Linked DNA regions of Oryctolagus cuniculus: region 2 is linked to region 1. A link is a contact called in public Micro-C data. All regions are on one chromosome and are shown on one strand. Each heading gives the region's core, a stretch centred on a gene start, on an enhancer-like site or on the middle of the called end of the contact. The rest is flanking DNA. Distances are from core to core; before and after follow the strand shown.

The links. A called contact is a pair of places that touch in the nucleus more often than the background predicts.
Region 2: a contact with region 1 is called in a Micro-C map of ear pinna, with 6 times the contacts expected there. The contact joins two enhancer-like sites. A contact is called at or near these places in 5 of 6 Hi-C or Micro-C datasets (ear pinna, embryonic fibroblasts, psoas muscle and 2 more).

Annotation. Positions count from the first base shown.
Region 1 is chr7:50,208,382-50,211,081 of mOryCun1.1, forward strand. All of the region lies in intron 12 of NOTCH2 (notch receptor 2), which reads right to left. Among named protein-coding and RNA genes, the nearest start is that of TRNAQ-CUG, 59 kb to the left of the region's middle. Within about 2 kb of position 1,365, at least 1 of the 8 cell types and tissues checked has an H3K27ac peak or open chromatin away from gene starts, as enhancers often do. A contact at or near this core is called in ear pinna, where this site is marked.
Region 2 is chr7:50,414,723-50,417,428 of mOryCun1.1, forward strand. No RefSeq gene overlaps it. Among named protein-coding and RNA genes, the nearest start is that of SEC22B, 33 kb to the right of the region's middle. Within about 2 kb of position 1,394, at least 2 of the 8 cell types and tissues checked have an H3K27ac peak or open chromatin away from gene starts, as enhancers often do. A contact at or near this core is called in ear pinna, where this site is marked.

The DNA of each region.
Region 1 (2,700 bases), core at 115-2,614:
CATTCCTACAGTGGTATTAATCTATTTTTCTGCCTCAGGAAGTAGGTACTCTAGGCATAATTTTATTGTTCTCTGGTAATTCAAAAAACAATGCAGGGACCCTCAATCTAGCCAAGTGGTTCTCAAATTATAACATGTGAAAGACTTAAAATATGTGGTTTACATGGAGATTTTGAGAAACTCCGCTCTTGACAATTAACTGCTTATCATCCGCTAATACTGCTGATAATGGGATACAGGAAACTGAAGCGAGTATGTTCCTCCTCTAAGACAGCACCAAGACTGAACTTTGAAAAGACGTCTGCTGTTTTAAGACATCTGATCTTTACAGTATTAGGCTGAACACAGTAATATGGCCAGTTATGCAACGGTTTTGATTCATTAAGTTTTGAATAATTAAGACCAAACTGTATATTCCAAAATGATACAAAATTGATTGTGCGTAATTTTGTAAATGAGTGACAATAAGTAACTGATAAGAATGAATATAAATTTCAAGGAAGTTAAGTTCTAATTCAAATAAAAACAGACATTTTTATTCAGGAAAACACAACCCTACATTTAGAACAGGAAATTCCAAATGAAACAGATACACACCCCTTCAAAGTATGGGTATTAACATTTTTTCACCCTCCATTACTCTCTACACCGTTATTGGTGGTTCTTGTGGTAAAGACCCATAATCTGGAAGCGGTTGCTGTTTTCCTCTTAAGTGTTTTATTAATAACTTGTTTAAAAATACTACTGCTCTGACCTCGATCGCTGATTCTTGGAGATGTTTATCATCTCCAAGACCAAAACATGAGCCAGAACTATTCGATAGGAGCTACCTTGGGCCTGCAATCCAGTGGAGGATAGGAAGAAAAAGCGTTTTTCATTCTTGGTTCATATTTGATAGCACCTCCTCAGAAGCCAAGTTTTGTTGCTAACTTTTATTCATTTTCCTTTCCAGAATGAGTTCTGAAACCATCCTTATGCAAGAGTGTTAAGGGCCTCCCAGTGCTGTACGTGTGTGGACTGACAGCTGCCTCACCAGCAAGGTCCCTCCTCAAGGAGTGTCCACTGTGCATCAGAAATGCCCAGTGCAAGGCCATGCACCTCGACAGGCTCAGTGTCCACTGAAATGAGAAGCTACACCATTTTTCTGACTCTGCAGACACTCAGCAAGTTGGTGCTAATGAGTGACAACAGGTACGAGAGTATGAGAGTCCCTCCCATTCATCTGCACATTCACTCAGCAACATGTCTCCTCTGTGAAAGGCACTGCTCCAGATGCCTGACAGCGATGATTAAGGAAGTTCTGCCTTCTGGGTACTCACAGTGCTCACCCCACAGCTCACTGCTGAGGCCAGGGGCACATGGAGCTCCCACCCTCCCTTGCATCATTTGTTCAATGGAGTGCTTTCCCCAAGACAAAGGCTAGGAAGGTGCTTTGTAAAACTGAAAAACATTTTATAGGAGCATCTCATTAAGCTTTACCTGGCCCCTTTTAATCAAACAGCAGAAAGAGGTCCTAGGAGAACAGAGAACTTTGTCCTAAACAAAAACATAAAAAAAAAACAACCCTCAATAATACCTTTGACAGATTTAAGTAAGTTGGTGGGTAGAAAAAGGATTAAAATAAAGCTGGGGAAAGAATAAAGCACCTCCTGTTCACTGCTCATGAGCATACACCTCAGTCAGCACTGATGTGTTCAGCAGCTGACTTTTACAAAAACATCCCCAACATAGAAAATAGTTCTAGGAGCAGGCACCACCCAGTAACCAAAACATTCCACTGCCTGGCCATGCACTGTCATGCTGCACCTTTAGTTTATGTTGGAGTATTTTTAGCCCATGTTCTCCCCTCTTGGCCTTACTGGCTTGCGAATGTTAAAAAGAAAGACTATGAATCACTGGCATTTCAACAACAAGAATGTCCAGCAGAAGTCTTACATAAATCCCCAAAGAGGCCACGACAGGCTCTTTCTAAGCCTCTCCAGGGCAGTGGAAAGGATCTTGGGTCCTGCATAGACTGCCTGGGGTGGGACCCTGGCAACACTATTGGCCCTCACCAAGCTCTGGTTTTTCATCAATCCCATGCTGACATCAGTGAGATCAGACACTTCATTTAGTGCTTCACTCAAAACAAGACCTTAACAGATGTCACTGATTCCTTCTATATCCATTTAACAGCATGCACTCTTATCCTATCCAGCAGGGACTTTGTGTATTCAGTCGACGGCCACTTGACTCAGTGACACAGGGTTCAGGCTCCACAGTGACAGCATCACCAAACCCAGCTTCTTAGAGATCGTCCACTGAGCAGGGGACACTGGCGCCCACTGGGGCACAAATACTCCTCTCTGGTGCCCACAGTCAAACCCAGCAGGACAAATGTTTGTGAAAAGAAAGCCAGGTAAGCTCCCGGCAGTTATGTGGCTGTATTTGCTTCATTTGGTCCTGGCAGGCTCTGCTGAAAGCTCTGAGGGCACTTTCTCACATAAGCTGCAAAGCTGCACACAGGGATTAGGACAGGGTGGCAGCACGTGACTGCCTGCTGTGTGTGGCATCGTCTGTCCAGAAAGCAAAGAACACGCACTGGGTGCCCTCTGCCAGTGCCAGGAACAACCTTAGGTGTCAGTGAGGGAACCCAGCTTTCCTCAGGAGCCTCTAGCACTTTTCAATCAGCTGGTTAAAAGATAAAGGAAACAGGGAATG
Region 2 (2,706 bases), core at 144-2,643, 210 kb after region 1:
ATTCCAAAGATAGAATGTCATGATGAATAACAATCAAGAAAACATTCCAGTACAATTTAAAAAGTATGTTCCAATTTATATTCAACTATGGTAAGTCAACCCCAAGTTAATTAGTTCAGATACATTTTCATTAGAGCATGACCTTGGATGTATTTTTCAAATAAGTGAGAAATATATAGGATGAGAACATGTAAATTCTGGTTTCAAGAATTAAGCATTAAATATCAAGTTCAGTTCTGATGCAAGCTAAATGACAATTTGCAGGTAGACTCGGGCTAGATGTTTGAGGCCTCGGAGTCACTGGTTCCAGGCAACCAGCATTTGTGAAGGCCCAGAAGCAAGAGGAAGCAGAGTTGAAACCCTGGAAGTCCAGTGGGAGTGGAGTTCAGACTGAGGGCAGCCTGCTGACCCGGGGGGGGGGGGGGGGAGGGCTTCGAGCCATGTTAAGAACTGTAGACTCTATCTCAAGGATAATGGGAGGCCACTAAAGTTTAAACAGACAAGGTGAACTTATACAATGAACCTTCTGGTGGTTGGTAGAAAATGATCCACAGGGAGAAAAACTGGAAGCAGGAAACCAGCAAAAGAATGTGCAAAAATCATGGTAATCACTTGGGCCAGGTTGTGAGAGTGGGTACGGCAAGAAGTGGACACATTATTGGTTATTGAGGGGCCAGCATTGTGATGCAGTAGGTAAAGCTGCTGCCTGTGATGCCAGCATCCCATATTGGTGCTGATTTAAGTCCTGGCTGCTCCACTTCTGATCTGGCTCCCTGCTAATGCACCTTGCAAAGCAGTGGAAGATGGCTCAAGTCATTGGGCCCCTGCACTCACATGGAAAACCTGGATGAAGCTCCTGGCTTCAGCCTGGTTCAGCCCTGGTCATTGCGGCCATCTGGGGAATGAACTAATGGATGAAAGCTCTCTGTTTCTCCCTTTCTGTAACTCTTCCAAATAAATACACAAATATTTAAAAAAGAGATTATTGGCTATTGAATGAATGTGGAGAGCAAAAAAATAAAAACTGAATCCCAGGTTTTTGGCTGGAGCAACTGGGTGGATAGTACACAAACATTTTCAGAGCTAATAGAGAAAGACAGGCTTGCAACAGCTACTAAGATCCTTGACGAATGCAAGGAAGAAATAATGGTACATGGAAACTAGAGGAAGCCAGTGAGCCTATCAAGGAGGATGTGGTCAGTAGCATCGGATGCTGTTCAGATGTCTAGTAAGATAAAGACTGACGTATTCACTGAGTTTGGTAATACAGGGGGCAGGGACAGCATTAGTGGCCTTAGTGAAAGCCCCTTCCAGTACAATGGGAGTCAGTGCTAGATCAGACTGGGCTGAAAAATGAGAAGTAAAGAATTAGAAACAGCAAGGGTGGACTGCTCCTCATTTAAAGGTGTACACAAGTCCCTCTGCCCTAAATGGTCGTCCACACTGCCCCTACTTGGTTAATCTTGCTCACTCCAGGGCAGGCCTGGAGTGAAGGGGATTTATAAATAAACAGAAATCTGAATATGTATATTTTTCCCAGAGGCAAATTCAGTCGGGCAGGGCTAAAAGTCAGGAAGTGTGTGACTTATGCTGTGCTCACCAGACAAGAACTTTCAACCCATAGAGAAGGCCCATAGGCTCCCTGGTGCCAACATGGGGGTGTTAGTCTATATTACGCCAAGAATATGGTGCAATTCTGAAGAACAGGAAGAGGCTTAGTTGGAATGGAAAGAGAACTCTGACTTGGGGGTGGTAGGGTGGGTGGAGTGGGGAACATTTTTTTTTTTTTTTCAAAAGCAAAGCTAGAAATGAACTGGCAAAAGTGGAAGGGACTGAAAAACTGTAATTGAAAGCCTTCCTGTCCCAGATCTGGCTGGAATAAGGCAGGCAGAAAACGCATGATTCAGAATCAGCTCTTACAGCACTTATGAGGAAGGAGAAATCACCCAGCCCCTGGTGCCCTCTTGACAGGCCCAGCGACCCCCTGCACTTTTCTCTTCAAGTGCAGAACAGTTGACTGACTGCAGCTGAGAAAGTTTATCCAACGGGAGTGGTGCCTACCAACCTCCCAGGGTAAGAGTGAGGATCAAATGAAAATAAGTCTGTGATGGCATTTACTATGCCAGGAAGATTATCTTAAGCGCTATCTGATCATGTTATTACAAGATGATTCTCTACTTAAAGGTAGAAAAGCACAAGGGTATTTTAAAATAAATTTGAATGAGAAAGACCAGATATAGATAATTTCTTCTTTGAGTCATACAGACACTGGGACAGATGTACTTACACACTGCTGGCAATCAGTCTTTGGATTCTGCTGGGCATCTTACATTGGAAGAATCAGGGCTGAACACCTTACTCTCCTCTTACCAAAAAAAATTATTTCAAAGTTGGTGCTAAGTGAGATCTGGAGTTAAATGGAAAAACGTGGGCAGAAGTTTCTGGCTATATAGATCAAACCATTAAAGTGAGATTAAAGAAAGTCATTTTGGGGTCCGGCGCTGTGACGTGGCAGGTTAACGGCCTGAAGTGCTGGCATCCCATATGGGCTCTGGTTTGCATCCCGGCTGCTCCACTTCCGATCCAGCTCTCTGCTATGGCCTGGGAAAGCAGTGCAAGATGGCTCAAGTCCTTGGGCCCCTGTACCCACCTGGGAGACCCGGAAGAAGCTCCTGGCTCCTGGCTCCCGATTGGTGCAGCTCTGGC